Linked DNA regions of Triticum aestivum: region 2 is linked to region 1. Evidence: chromatin contacts called from public HiCAR-type data. All regions are on one chromosome and are shown on one strand. The core of a region is the stretch at or near the end of the contact, and the rest is flanking DNA. Distances in the headings are between cores, read along the strand shown.

The links. HiCAR-type assays count read pairs that join an accessible place to other places.
Region 2: a HiCAR-type map of leaf shows a contact between it and region 1, with 3 times the contacts expected there. The contact joins the promoter of LOC123053389 here to the promoter of LOC123053387 in region 1. A contact is called at or near these places in 2 of 5 Hi-C or Micro-C datasets (both in leaf) and 1 of 1 datasets of contacts at active chromatin or transcription factors (leaf).

Annotation. Positions count from the first base shown.
Region 1 is chr2D:397,057,865-397,065,824 of IWGSC CS RefSeq v2.1, forward strand. It overlaps LOC123053387, which reads left to right and starts at 4,364. Exons shown (of 12, transcript XM_044476858.1): 1 at 4,364-4,629; 2 at 5,256-5,408; 3 at 5,493-5,663; 4 at 5,872-5,954; 5 at 6,056-6,254; 6 at 6,802-6,923; 7 at 7,533-7,599; 8 at 7,674-7,724; 9 at 7,896-7,948. The coding sequence starts at 4,549. It overlaps LOC123053386, which reads left to right. Exons shown (of 6, transcript XR_006425554.1): 4 at 208-994; 5 at 1,267-1,652; 6 at 1,808-2,388.
Region 2 is chr2D:397,402,661-397,410,620 of IWGSC CS RefSeq v2.1, forward strand. It overlaps LOC123053389 (chloride channel protein CLC-c), which reads right to left and starts at 4,771. Exons shown (of 8, transcript XM_044476861.1): 1 at 4,571-4,771; 2 at 2,132-2,483; 3 at 1,294-1,494; 4 at 977-1,154. The coding sequence starts at 2,415.

The DNA.
Region 1 (7,960 bases), core at 3,114-5,613:
ATTGGTACTAATAAGGTTTAATGCGAGAACATATCAGGTTCAACAAAACCTTGTTATGAAAATGAAAAAATGGCGTGGACCGTGTTGTTCTTGAACTTATTTATTACTGTTAGTGATATGTTTGTGTTCCAAGATTTGCCACTTTTGGCTGATTTATTATATGGTTGTATTAGATGAAGTGAGTTGACATCTTTGCCCACATTTTAGGTGGAAATTGGTGGATTTCTCGATTGGTTGAAGGAAGTAAAACAAAGGAGACCCACTACCCAGCGTCCTTTCGGCGAGTGTTGGGGTCTTACCTATTTAAGCTAAAATAAGGCCATTCAAGAAGGCTGTCAACTGTAAACATGTATAGGCCGAAGATCCCCAATTCGGGGTGGGCTGCTTTCGATCACAGGTTGCGTGGCACAGCTGATGGAGGCGATGATGTTGATGTCAACTCATTTCCTGCTCTCTCGGGTTCTAGAGGCTCCAGTTCTGCCAGCAGCTCAGCTATAGGAAATAATAATATGCCAAAGGCAAAGCCTTTTGCATCAGTGATTCGCCCCCCTGTTGAATTTGCAGTTGTTGGTAATGAAAATGGAAATAGGCATTTGACTGATCACATGGTGAGAACAAATTCTGGTGTAAACTCTGCATCTGGTAACAAAATTAAGCTCCTGAAGGATGCTCATAGTTGGGCCGACAGTAATTTAATTGAGGACATATTGGCTGGCGTGGATAATGATGTTGGCCAGTCATCTGTTTTGCTGAAATCCATGGTCGCTCCTGACTTTCTGCCAAGGGAGGGTAGAACAACTGGTCAATCTCCTTTTGAGATGAATAAAGCACATGGTTCAGTGTCAGGAAACACTATAGCAGAGAATAAACATTCAAATGAATCACAACTGTTGCCACCGCAAATGAATTTAATCTCTATACCCCAGGAGCCTGAATTAGAAGAGTTTGATGATGATTACTTAAACCACCGGAAAGATGCATTGAAGATGATGAGGTATATTGCAAATCCTTGTATTTGTTATGGGTTTCACTAGCTTATGCATATCAGAGTAGGCTGCATTCATGCAAACCCAGACAAATGTAGGTCGAATAAATGCAAACTTTCGTAGCAACATACTTCTGTAACTCATAGAGTATCTTGCATCAGCATGATGGTCAGAATCTGAGAGACAAGATTAGCTAACTTTGACCCCTTGAATGTGCCGCACTCCTGACGTTGAGTCTTTTCGTGTGAAACTGACCCATTGTATTTCCTTTTGGTCATAGGGCTGCCACAAAGCATTCTCAGGCTGCCAGCAATGCATTCTTCAGAGGTGACCATGCTGCTGCCAAGGAACTCTCCCTCAGAGCTCAAGAAGAGCGGTTGGCTGCTGAAAAGTTAAATAATAAGGCAGCAGAAGAAATATTTCATCTCAGGAACAGCAACAATAACATTTGGAAGATAGACATGCATGGTCTACATGCATCAGAGGCTGTAACTGCATTGGAGAGGCATCTTCACATGTTAGAGTTCCAGCCACCAGGGAATAATCCAACTTCAACTGATGAATTAGATAAGTCTGAACCCACAATTGCTGTCCCAAATGAGGTTGCAGCAGAGAAAGTGGTGGTGTTTCTTCGCCCTAGACAGTCTGTCTTAGAGGTGATCACAGGTAATATATTGCCCTCTATTAACTTATTTGTTAATTACTCGAAACTTCTTGTTACCCCAATCACTGCCACATGAGGGCATCACTACTCTTTTGTAGCCGTACCTTGTGTAAGCAACACCAGATATAGTGAGATCTTATTGTTTTGCATCTTACAGGGATTGGCAGGCACAGCAAAGGACAGGCTTCACTGCCTGCTGCAGTCAGGGGCTTCCTTATTGAAAATGGGTACCGATTTGAGGAGCAGAGGCCTGGTGTTTTCTCTGTTCGCCCTAAATTTCGCCGCGGGTAAACCTGTGCAAGACTGAAACCATTCCATCAAGTTCCGTTGTTCGGCAAATAAATTTCTGTGAAATGTGCTGTCAACGAAATAGAACATAGGAATTTGGGCAACTCGTAGTTCGTGTATCTTGAATGTGGGAACTAGGCGTCGACCAGTTGGCTAGTGATGCGCTACCGGCTGCCCGCCCAGCCTTTCACCATCGTCCGAGCCTTGTGTTCCGCAGGGTGTGTGTGCCTGATTTTAATTTTTCTTAACAAATTGTCGTAGGGGCTAGTCCGTATGGGTCTCCTTTTTTTTTGTATCTTGAATGTAACAAGTTTTACAGATACTAATGTTATTGTGTAGCCATCTGACAAGAGATGCATAATTGTATGTAACTATATACAAGATGACAATCAAGGCCACAATGTACTGTTATTTTGCTTACTGCTGCAACCAAGGTTTCTGATTACTCTATGATTTGAATGCCACAGAATTTCTCTTGGCAGTTTTTTCTATCTTTTGCCCCATGCAAAACATTGCATTGGAGCATGTGCAGTGCAATAAAAAATAAGAGGACAAGAAAAGAAGTGAAAGAAGAAAGAAAAAAAAAACCTAGGTTCTTTTAGGAAATGTCATCATGGCTTAGCTTTATTTCACACTTCCTCCGTTCCATAATGTAATGCATATAGATTTTTTGAAAACTCAAACCTCACAAACTTTGACCAAGTTTGTGGAGGAAAACAATTACATGTAGAAAGCCAAACATATGTCATTAGATTCGTCATAAGATGTAGTTTTGTTTTTATATTTTTGATATTATAGATATATATAGTTTTCTCTATAAACTTGATCAAAATTTGCAAAGTTGACTTCTCAAATATGCACTGCATTAGGAACGGGGCAAACTAGGGTACATCATTTAAGTTAAAAAAAGACACATCATTCAAAAACCAACTGGTAATAAACCAGGAGGATTCTTCGTCCACAAACCCTAATCATACTAGCTAACTCGTGAGCAACACGGTTTGGAAAAAGGTCGCACACTAGGCAGGAGCCCATTTAGATTGGATCCGAGTGGAAATTGGTGTGGACTCCTAGTGGGCCAAGTGTTGAGCCCACGTCGGAGGTGTATATAAAGGGGAGTGGGGTGCACATTTTATGTTTGATATTTTTCTCCCTACCACAACCGCCGCCACTTCCGATGCCCCTATGCCTTGCGACCAGACCTAGCAGTCCACCGCCCGATGCTACTCCTCGTACGGGTGGATACCTTAAGTAAATTAAGGTATTAATTTACTTACCAACCTAGCAGTCCGTCGCCCAATGCTACTCCTCGTACGGGTGGATACCTTGGAGGCATCGCTATTGCTTCAGAAGGTAAGTAAATTAAAGTGGAATTGGTTCAGAAGGTAAGTAAATTAAGGTAATTTACTTACCTTAATCACAAGCTAACGCACTAGAATATTTATATCCCGTTGCAACGCACGGGCATTGTTCTAGTCAAACCAACTAAAAAAGCTTCACACACCAACATAAACTCATCAGATCCAAATAATCGGATGTGCAAGGACAGAAAACTCTTAACTTCATAGCACCGCCAAAAGAACGATAGTACTTTTATTCTGACAAAATACAAAGATCACTAGACGTTGAAGAGGAACATAAAAATCTTGAAGATGCGAAGTCCCCCTAGCTCGCAACGCTAAGATGGCAGCCGGAGGCGAGGGGACCAAAGATCGCTGGCGACAGCTGTTGCTGCGCCGTTCACGAATCTAGCGTCGTGCTAATTGATTTTGTCTAGGGAGTCTCCTCTCACTTCTATTATTTCCTTTATCCCACCTTCTAGTGCAAGGGTAAATCAGTTCGTGGGCTTTGGTGAGTATATTTTCGCCATGACTTTTCCTTGAATTGCTCGAGGGGATCGAAGGATATTCTGTATATGTATATTTTCGTCATCTTCTACCTTCCATAATTCACATGTAGCCTTTTTTTGAAGGTTTGGATTTCATATCATATGTTGTGCCAAACATAAAATAAACCGTTTGTCAAGGTTGCATCAAAATTTACCATCTGGAAATATATAGGGCGTAGAACTTTGACATACAAAAATGAGTTATTTCTTTTTGCGACAAAAAATAGGTTATTCTCGATAGGACGCCAAACTTGTTTCCCAGTAGGGTCCTGTTAAAGTACACAATATCTCAAAACCGCATAACTCTTTCCTTTAGGGACATACATTTTTCACTAGGCAAACCAGTGTATATGTTTTTGGTTTTCCTCGTCACTCCACCAATGTCGTGACATCGCCTCCATAATTTCCTTGCAAAAAGAAATCCTAGATTGACGTTTCCTTTAGAGGGACTGTAAAGTAATCTTTACGAAAGGAATTGAGAGGAAAAAAACCGAAGAGAAGATAAAACGGGAAGCACAGCGGTTCATCGTTCAGGAATTTGCCACGTGGCTACAGATTTTACGACACGCTCTGTGGCCGCCGTCCGGTGGATGCCCGGCCATAGCCATACAGAAACCCTGAGTACTGGGCCCAGGTGTCAGTGACACACACCCACTGCTCGCCCCCTCCCCCGAAACTGTCCACGCCCCCACGGAGCTCCGAGTAGTCGGAGGCAGGCAGCGATGGCCTCGCCGGCGGTGGCGATGCGGCGCCCGTCCCCCACCGTCCTCGCCTCCGCCCCTCGCCGCCGTCCCCGCCTTCACGTGAGTGCCCACTCCCGTCGCTCTCGTGGCGCCCGCCTGCCGAAATTGTTTAGGCCCGTACCGTATCTGCGCGTTCTGATCTGGTGTCCCGGCCTAATAATTTCCGCGCTTTGATGGCGGAATTCTGAGCTTCGATTATGGAATGTCAAATCCTCTTGGAGCGATCCAGCTAGTCCAGCAGAGTTTGACTGCCGCACCGTTGGCGAGTCAGTAACTTAAGGGAATCGGTTGCTCTTGGATTAGCTCCACTTGAAGTGAGCGGACAGGACCATTACGTTTAAGCTTAAGATTGGTAGGATTTGGTTTGTGTGATAATAAGCCTGGTGAACTGGCAGTTAGAGAGTTGTTCCTGTCACATTTTTATATATACATGAAACCAATACCGATATGATGACTGTTAACGATTTAAGTATCTACACCCTTATGAACACGGTGTTCTATTAAACATTAGAGAAATGAATCATGTACACACTCCAATCCGGCTTTGCGCAACTTCCTCACCCCAGTCTACAAATGATATCCATTCTGGAATTTGTGTAATTCTTGTCCTGTGTAATGTTTCTTATTTTGTGCCAAATTCTGTTCCCAAGCCTTTGCTTATTCATTTCATCCACAATGATTTGCAGGAGTATTCACCTTCCAACATGGGCTCCCCAAGCTCGGCTTCACGGTTAAAAGTTACTGCACTTTTTGGGTGGATCAAGGGAGATAGATATTCGAGAACTCGTGAACTGATCCCTTCTGCTGAATCGTACACTCTCACAGGGTCAGCCTCAGAGGTGTTTCTGTGTTTCTTGAGTCAACTCTTTTTCCAGGACTTGTGCCCCTGATTCATGGCTTTCTTAACCATTTCTTGATTTTAGGTGGACATGAAGCCACGTGAGGTATCGATTTCTGTTGTCTCTTCTATCATGGACATACCTCCGGCAGAATGGGATGCATGTGCAGTTGATTCAGTTGAGCCTGAAAAGTTTAATCCTTTTCTTACACATGCATTTCTCTCGAGCTTAGAGGAATCAGGTTCTGCAGTGAAGGTGAGCATATAAAGCACCATTTCTTGATTCCGTACACCCACTATCAGACTTTATACTCATTTCATGGTTCATTTATTCGTGTTAATATACTCCCAGAAATTTCAATACCTAATATCTCTAACTTCTGTTCTATCCCGATAAGCATGGGCCCTACAATTTATAATTGTTATGAGCCTCCTTGAAATGTCATGTCTTGTACTGATTTCAGGAAACAGGGTGGTTACCTCTGCATGTTGTTGCACGGGACGAGAGCGAAAATATTTTAGGTGTTGTTCCGCTTTACCTTAAAAGGTTTAACATCATTAACACAATATCATCTACCGTTTCCCTAATTTCTGTACACTTCCCTTCATCTCATTCATTGGCTGAACGACCACAATGTGCATTTGCAGCCATTCTAGGGGTGAGTTTGTATTCGATCAGTCATGGGCGGAAGCTTACCACAGCTATGGACTTGAATACTATCCAAAGTTGCAGTCTTGTGTCCCTTTTACTCCAGTAACTGGTCAAAGAATATTACTTCGGGATACATCCTACCGGGATCAAGTTTTTGATGCTTTAGTAAAAGCTTTGAAGAATTTGGCTACCAAGGTAGTGAAGTCAGAATTCTAGCAATATATTGTTAACAGTCTCTTGGCTACCGAATAATTGTAGCAAAAGTTACAAAATGCTATTGTATGGTTGTGCTTTGCTTCATATGGCAATGGCAATATGACATTTTGATACTCAATAGGAATCATTATTCATCAATTTATGAATCAGTTGTCTTTTCATTTACTCTAGTTTTGTTGCCATTTCCAATGAATACAACAGGCCACCAGGTTTAGTTCACTGAATTGGAAGGCTCTGTTGTCTTCTTGCAGCTAATGTTTCGAAATCAATGCTTTGTCTTTATTGAATTGTCTAACAGCGATAAGTGAATGAGAGTAATGAGAGTTTTATAGTCAGAGTCTCTTTAGACCTGCTGAATCTTCATGGTGTTTGCTAATTTCGATTTTGGGGTATACAATGTTATAATAGCATGTAATTTGCCTATGCATTTTTTATTTCATTGATAGCTTCTGTGACTCTTAAATAGGTGGAAACCCTCCGATCCACTGGACGAATTGACAATCTTTTGTTTTCTGCTGCATTTCAGCTGAATGTGTCATCACTGCATATAACTTTTCCATCTGAAGGTGAATTTAGCAAGTTGAAGGATAGTGGATTGTTGCAAAGAATTGGGCTGCAATACCATTGGACAAACCGGAACTACAAATGGTACGTTAACATGAGATTTATAGAACTTCTGGATTGCAGTGGTTTAAAGTGCTCTTCTGACCACATAAGGCTATGACTCAGGGCCCACATTTAGTCATAAGCACGGCCTGGTAGACATATAAACAGGATTACATCACAAACAAGGGCACCTACAATTTTCATCACAATAATGCAACCTCCAGGATTTTCTTTTCAACAACCTTCCACACTTGTTAACATATCAAGATCCCAGATTGTTGATAACTTGATATACCTTTTCTTTCATTTTATCTGGGACTTTATTTGGGCAGTGTGGTGAACAAGCTAGTAATACAATCTTCTCAGACATTTCTTGGTGGTTATGAGATTGTTTCCCCCCTGTTTGGGTTTACATCTGCATGACCATCCCAATGGAATAGTTGATGTCGGCAGATAATTGTAGATAAGCAAGAGCTTATATGCAAGAAATGCGAGTCCCTATGTTAAAAGTATAAACATTCTACCTTGGGATTTATGATCATGCCATTGCCCTCATTTGCTACTTTTGGAAATTTTATGAGCTTACATGCTATTGATTATGTGATTATGATATATCAATATTTACTGATATCTCTTTGTTCCACCCTTCAGTTTTGATGATTTTTTGATGGATTTGAAGCAGCCCAAACGGAAGAATATCAGACAAGAACGTAAAAAGGTTTGCCTTTGTTTTGGATTCCCTTTTCAAATTTTGGATATAAATAACATTTATATTTTTATCCTGCTTTTCAGATTCCTGCCCAGAACTTAGAAATGAAGCGCCTCCGAGGAGATGAAATAAAGGTACTTACTTTACTCAGCTGCTTATTTGTACTCAGTATTAGTTTTCTTGGCATCATCAGATACTTCCACTAATACCTGCTCAGCCGCCTTTCTTTCTGAGGCACTTCAAGTTTATTTCACAAAACAGTTGCAGATTTTACCAACTTATAATGGTTTTCCTTCGCATTGCAGAGCAGCCACTGGGACACCTTCTATAAATTCTACCGTAACACAACTGATAATCAGTTTGGTCCAAT
Region 2 (7,960 bases), core at 3,521-6,020, 350 kb after region 1:
AAAGTCATGAGAACAACATAGTTTGACTCTGTATACAATTAGAAACAACTGTTTTTATTGGTCCAATTATTTGCCAGCTGGTTATACTCCATCACTTTATTCTGAAGTTATCAACCATATGCGTTGCAACTGAATCTTTTTTCTCTCCAGAGTTCCACAAATGACAAGCTCTGGAAAGTAGTGGGTTGCCTTTGGCATCACAAATCTGAAGAAATCTCAACAATGATAACATAGGAATTTTCTGAAGTTTCCGACAAAACTAAAACGGAAATAAAATAATGATGAGTGTCCTCATGTAACAGATGTATTGTCCGGAATGGCCTACAGGCTACAGCCATAAGAGAAAGGATGATGCAGAGTTTCAACTATAGATTAATTTTCCAAGTTATTTTATTTCTGTAGCAGATAGGATTTTGCTTATTATATGAAGGACTGTAAGCGAAGGGGAGCCTTGGCGCATTGGTAAAGCTGCTGCCTTGTGACCATGAGGTCACGGGTCCAAGTCCTGGAAACAGCCTCTTGCAGAAATGTAGGGAAAGGCTGCGTACTAAAGACCCGAAGTGGCTGGACCCTTCCCCGGACCCTGCGCAAGCGGGAGCTAACATGCACCGGGCTGCTCCTTTATATGGACTGTAAGCAACAGTTTAGGCAAATCAGCACAGCTGGAAAGAAATCATGGATGGTACCATACAATCTCTGACTGCTCGCCGAAAATTCTGAAACCTAATACCTCCGAAGACAAACTTACTTGTTTGAGATTTCAAAACGTCGTTATTTCCTTTCCTATACTACCTAGCAACACTGAAAAGGTGCCATAGGTTCTGTGACAGGCATGCAAATCATTTCAGAGGTAAGGATGCAAATTCCAGCAATGATCCAAGTAATCTAAATACCAATATAAGCTAGCATATTTTTTTACCATAAAGCAGGTATTACTCAAAACGTAATAAAAGCATGAATCTGAGTTAAATCTTACCTTGACAAAGAGTGTGCTGGGAGCTAAAATAGAGTAAGCGTCAACTCCATTAAGATATGCTTTAACTTCAGGGATGCCAGACCCAGCAGCAGCTGGTGCTATGTAAGCGCATAGTGCTGCAGCAGTGGCTCCTAGGACTAGATTGCAGCCTCCGTATGCCAAAAATGCTGTGAAGTACCTGCACTGGAAGCAGCACGCAATCGACAACTTCACATTACTCCATTGCTGCAAACCAAACAGTATGGGGAAACAACATACTAATGTATTTAAACTACACCTTATGGTAAAACAGCAAAAGCACCGGAGTGAAGCTTTACCTCTTCTGGAGCATAAGATCACCTGTGAGCACCAATTTGAATCCAGCAATATTCTCGACTGCAAGGTTGTTGAAGAAGCCAACAAGCCCAGTCAACAAGCCAATAAGAAGAACCAATGCCCATTTCAGGACAACATACTGAAATATCTGATTCTTCTTTCTCGATCGCCAGTCTTGCTTGAAAAGATCATTCTCCACAATTCTGAAACACACCGCACAGAGTTTTCAGAGCGCGAGTAATGAAACACGCCAAGTAGGTATACGGTATTACCATGTGCATTTTTGCACACCACGTTATTTTTTTCCCTGCAGAATTCAATCATCGAACTTATGCAACAGCCCTTTTTTTTACATTCTTGTTATCTTATATAGTTTTGCACATTGCAGTCAGTGAATAAACATCTAAATTCATGAAAACTTTGATAACATAAACAAATTACTGCTTGTTTGTGTAAATGGACTACAACTCCCCATTTTACCCCCTTTTCCCTTTCTTCAATGATAGCTTTGTGGTTTGTGCAATCGGCTCGACACTTAATGAGTGTTACTCGAAGTAGTACGTTCCTAGGATTGCATTCGAAAGAAAAATCCTGGCGTTGGACAGGTAAAGAACCTTATAATAATCCTAGATGACAGTATCCGCGTTCTTTAAAATAAAAAGTAGAGAGTTTAAAAAAAGTACAGTTCTGTATATACAAGACAAAAAGGATCACGCTTTCGGAAGGATAACGTATTCCCCTTGGAAATTGAGCAGCAGATGCCGACGAACTTTCTCGTTTCCAAGTCAAACATTAAATTAAAATCAGTGGAGACGGGGAGGGGGGGAGAGGGGCGCTTACTCGTAGTCGAGGCTCTCGATGGCGAAGACGTTGGCGCCGACGATGGCGATCTGGGAGGTGGTGTTCATTGTGCGCTTCCGCAGCAGCGGCTCGCGCGGGCCGTCGTCGTCGTACCGCAGCAGGGCGTCGGACGAGGCGTACCTCCCCGCGCCGCGCCACCCGCCGCCGTCCATGCTCTCTATGTCGTAGTTGAAGCTGCCCTCCCGCTCCGGCAGCGGCGACGGCGACGGCGGCGGGGGCGGGTGCTGGTTGGAGTTGGAATGCGGCGCGTGGTCGCCGTCCATTCTTGCTTCCTGGCCGTCCGCGCTGTTGCTGCTTGCTGACGCTTGCCTCCTCTTCCCTCCTTGGGTCCCTGCGCTTTATGGGAGGCGCGTGAGCGACAGAAATGGTAGTGAGTGAAAGCGCGAAACAATAAATAATAGGAAGGGCACGGGAGATTAAATCAGGCACAAATCGTATCAGTGGCGCTTCTTCCATCTACAGCATGTGAAAAAATCTGGGAAAAAAAGTCTTAGATCCGTCTGGAACACACGTGTTCCACGTGACTTTGACAGAAACTCAACGGCGAATCCTTCGGGTTTTTTCTGGTGGGAATTTATTTCTTTTCTTTTGTTTTGTTGCGAGAAGAACAAGAAAATTTCCGAAACTGATGGAGCAGGAAACGGAAGAGCCATCGCGCTGGCGAACCAGCGAGGGCCAGCGGACAAGCGCTGCGCATTTTATGGGCGGCCCTGCACGCGCACGCCGGCCTACGGAAATTTGGCCGGCCACGGCCAGCGAGCGACGCTGCTGTCGCGGCGACCCGACGAAAATGGCGGGGGAGCCGTTCACGTGCGTGCGCCACATGATTTCTCCCGACCTACTCGTACCCCGGCCGCTCCCCACCTAATTATCAGGTGCTCTCTGCCAGGTACTAAACGGAAAAGAAAAGAAAATATGTGAAGCTGACGATGCCCACCGGTAGGGAAGAAAACAACGGGCGCTGGTGGGCCCGCCTAGCTTGCCGGTGATATCCGGTGCAGGCGAGAGAGGTACTGTTCAGATAAAGACGCCGGCTGTCTGTCTCTTGTATGGGTCTGGACTGGTTTCGCGCCAAACCGAAATCAAGCCAACCGGAGAGGAGGTATACTCCTAGTTATTGTGGCGACATGGGTTGAGATCACTGTTCACTGCCATTACAACGTCACGCACGTACGAGTCCATCTTAGCCATCCCCTAACAGAAGCAAAAGCCATTTTCTACGTCCCGTGTTAGCACAAAAGAGATGGAGTCCCATTCTTGCACACCTGTCGATCTCTATTTAAATTAAAGAGTCCTAAAAACAAGGTCAAATTGGCAGCCATACACACCAACTAGTACTCCTAGCGGCCTCCCAACTACTGCACGTGTAAAGGCAGTGCATTCCCGCTTCGACGGGACGAATCGGGCTCGAGATCTTTCTTTCCAACGCCCACAAGAGAAGAATAGGGTTCGAGTCCACACGTCGCGGCCAGCTTTGCCGCCCACTCACGGCTCATCTCATCATTGTTAACTCGATCCTCCAGTTACCTTTCCGGATCGATCAATCAGCGGACCGTTTCGTTCATCTTCATCTTTATCCTTCCCACATGTGGACAAGAGGACAAGAATAGTCGCTCAAAAGAGAGTTAGGAGTAATCGCATCCTACTGTCTCTTTTTAATACTTCTACGAACTCAGCTAATCCATTGCTCGGTACAGTACATGTTATGACAAGGTTCGATCAAATAAGCAGGCCAACAGAATGCTACAAAAAGGGCACTACTGTAACTTGCAGAACGTCCGTGCTGCAATGTGTAGTAGAGCCAGCAGCAGAACGAGTGCTACATGGTCTAACACTTACTTCCTCCGTTCCATAATATAAGAACGTTTTTGACACTTTGAGACAGGGGGAGTATGATCTAAGGGTTCTAAACCGTGATGTCTGATATATCTCCTGGGGAGAGAAAACGAGACCATGTAGTTTTCTTTTTTGTTCAGATTTTGTGCTCCATATGCTTTCCTATCACAATTTGACGTCACGCCAAGGCCATGAACGGGTGTGGCTGCCACGTCGGGACCGAGCCTGGCCTTGTGTTTGTTTGCCGTTATTTCTGTTGTTGGGAGAAATTAAGCGGTACTAGTAGTTCTTAGTGGACGTACGTAGAACACTTGTAGCCACACCCATCGCCATAGCTAATTCAAAAGACTACCAGCATCTATTCCTTCCATCCGGGAATACTTGTCGGAGAAAGGAGTACATAGCATACTGCTCTTCCGAGAATCAATGAGCATGGTCCCGGCATGAACATGCTTGCTCCATCATTATCCACCACCCATGTCCTAACTCCGAAGTAACGGCAAGTTTGGACGGGAAACGAGAAGGAAGGGAATGCAAATTAACGAGCAGCGCAACATGGCTCAAGATGAAGCTCAAGATTACCTGATTGGACCCGGCGCCCCTTCACCGCGAAGAATCGCCTGCTCTGCTGCTCTCGTGATCAAGGGCAGGGCAGCCTCCTCCCCTGCTTCTGCTTCTCCTGTGGGAAACGATGGCGGAGACGGAAGAGTACGAGACCCGCAACCAGAAGGCGCAGGGCGTACGGAAGCCCGTGGAGAAAGTGGAGGGAGGGAGGGAGGGAGAAGAAGGCGGGACAAGTCACAAGTCAGGTGGCGGTATAAAAGAAAGAGACGCTAGAGACGATGGCGAGATCCAGAGCCGCGCCCATTGGCTGCCGCGCCGTTTCCCTCGCTTAAAATATATACTTACATCAAATGGCAGATCGTATATTGTTTTTTCAAGAAAAAAAATAAGACAGATTGGATACCTTCCCTTCCGATGCACTCGATCGCGGCTTTATCCGGGGTCGGCTCATCGGTGTTCCCAATCATGGCGCGGACGTGGGATCTGCTGCTGCGCTGCTCGGGAACGTGTCCCTCGTGGCGCCGGCGGGGCCCGCGGCCAGCACGGACGCGTGGGACGACTGATCCCCCGGTGGATGGCTGCGATCGACTGCACCGGCGCCCTGACCTGTCTGTGGTCTCTTTCGCTGTTTCTCGTCGGTGCTGTTCCTTCTTTTCTGACTTCATAATTACGTGTCTATCTGCAGTACTTTTCCTTCCGACCTACGAGTAGATTGGTCGGCTTGATCAGTTCTGAGATACGACTGTGCTTGCCGACCACCCGGTAACGGGGCATCATCGTCATAGGTACGTCGTGCATCACGGGGCGGCCTCGTTGATAATTAACCCGATGGGATGGGTTGCATGCATCACGGGGCGGCCCTTTTGTCAAATTAAGGATTGATAGGGACGACTCTTCTGTGGCAAGAGATAAAGATTCAAAGAAAGCAGCCAGAGGGATCTCCAAGGTCAGAGAAACGATGTGAATTTGCCTGACCTACGAGGTAATCCCAGAGGCACCGTTCGCCGTAATGTCATATCATTATCCCAGGCAGACACCAGGGAAACTTGCATGTGTCTTTAGATCAATTTCGCCATATTTTTTTAATACATTATAGACGCAGATGCTCATACGTATGCTAGGTAGTTTTTTTTTTTAGAATCACGGGAGCTCCCCCACCTGAATATATTGCTTAAAACGGCTGAAGAAACAGCAGAGGCACAGTGCATCGTGCAGAGAGGTAGGAACGCCACGAGAAGACATCCTCCTTATCACCCGTATCAACAAGACGGTGTGACCAGAGATCCAAATCTGATACTAGGTTTCTAATTGTTATTACAGAACATTGATCAACATTTCTAAAGAGCATGTCATTTCGCGCGGCCCAAATGCTGGAGAGTAGCGAGAGCAGGACGAAGGGCCATGCGTTCTTGGGCAGGTGTTGAGGTAGTGGAACGTCCCAAAGTTCATTAAGGTCATCATCCTGTGGCAGAACACCAACTTGATGCCAAATTCTGTTGGCGAGGGGGCATGTGATGAAGAGGTGAATGGAGTCTTCCGGTAGCGTAGCACATCGTGCGCATAAGTCCGAGGAGATTATATTCTTGTGGGCAAGATTCAGGGCGGTGCTTAGGCGATCTTTGAAGAGAAGCCAAGCGAAGATCTTTGTCTTGCGAGGAGCCTTGGTGTTCCAGATGAGGGGAGCAATGAGGTCCGTTTCTGGCCTTGCCATAATGGTGTCGTAAGCCTGCTTGGTGGAGAAGTCATGACCCTGTAGGAGGAACCGTTGATCTTCCTCCGACGAAGGCACGAGGTCCTGCAAAACAGCCAAAAGCGAGACCAGCTCTGTTTCTGCTGTGAGAGAGAGACGATTACGGACGTTTGTTTCGATATCGAAACACAAGATGTTAGCCACTTTTACCAGCTGTAGTGTTGAGTGTGAGAAGAGGTGTGGGTAGGTGGTAGCTAGGGGTTTTGGGGTGAGCCAGGTGTCTAACCAGAAGTAAGTATGCGTTCCACTGTTTGTTAAAACAAAGGAAATTGACTGTAAGGTTGGGATTTGTTGAGAAATCGTGCGGCGTAGAAAGGAGGTTTGGGGGCCCGAGGAGACTAGGGCAGTGGGGTGTTGCAGCTCTAGCCAGTCTAACCAGGGTGATTATGTGGATGAGAGAGCTTTGACAGCAAACTTCATTAGGAGACAATTATTTTGAACCTGTAGATTTTTCAGCCCTAAATCATCGAATTTTTTTGGCGTACAAACGTTTTTCCACGCAATCAGGCATTTTGCGCCCGAGCAGGCATCCTCACCAGCCCAAAAAAAGGATCTTCTCAGGGAATCAATGATTTTTAGGGTTTTTTTGGGGATGCGAAAGACAGACATAAAGTATGTAAGGATGGAGTCAAGGACGACCGAGATGAGGATGAGTCGATCGCCCCTGTCCAGGATCTTGGCATGCCAACCAGTGAGAAGTTTTCGGGATCGTTCAATCAACGGGGCGAAGGCATTGGATGGAGGCTTGGTCGGAGCGAGGGGGAGTCCAAGGTAGGTTTGAGGAAGGGGGGCGCGTGCAGTCCATGGCGAGGGCAGTGCTGGCAGCTAGGTTTTCATTTGCGTGCAGGGTTGCTAGGGTGGTTTTGGAGAAGTTTATGGTGAGGCCAGTAGCCTGAGCAAAATTCTGAAGGATTTTTTTGAGTGTGGCAGCGGCGGCGGGGGAGGCGGCTGCGATGATCAATGTATCGTCGGCGTATTGGAGAATGGTGGGGGGCAGGTGGGTATAGATGGAGTGGTGGAGATCGGGATCGGGGTTTTGGAGGATAAGTTGCTGGAGCGGATTGACGACAATTAAGAAGAGGTAGGGGGAGGCCGGATCTCCCTGGCGCAGGCCATTCTTACATGGAATCCAGCGACCTGGAATGCCGTTTAGGAGGATGGCAGTCTTGCCAGTATGGAGAATGTTTTGAATCCAACTACGAAAAGTTTGGGAGAAACCACGGACAGCCAGAATTTTTTCTAGGGCGTTCCAAGCAACCGAATCGAAGGCCTTCCTGAAGTGAAGTTTGAAGATCATGGTTGGGCGTTTGCGAGAGTGACAAGAGCTGATAAGATCTGCTGCAAAGACATAGTTTTCAGCAATGTTCCTACCGGTAATGAAACCAGTCTGATTACCATGGACAAGATGAGGGATGAAGGGTTTGAGGCGCGAAGTTAGGACCTTGGCAACAGCTTTGACCGGGCAGTTTTGCAAGGATATTGGTCTGAAGGCGTTAGGTGATGTTGTGGAGGCAGATTTTGGAAGGAGAGCAGTGTGGGCACGGTTTAGGCGCTCCGTGTCTGCCACACCTTGATGAAATTGTGCAAAAAAGGAGAGTATTTCCTGTTTGATAGAGGGCCAGAAGGTTTTATAGAAGGATGGGCCGAAACCATCGGGG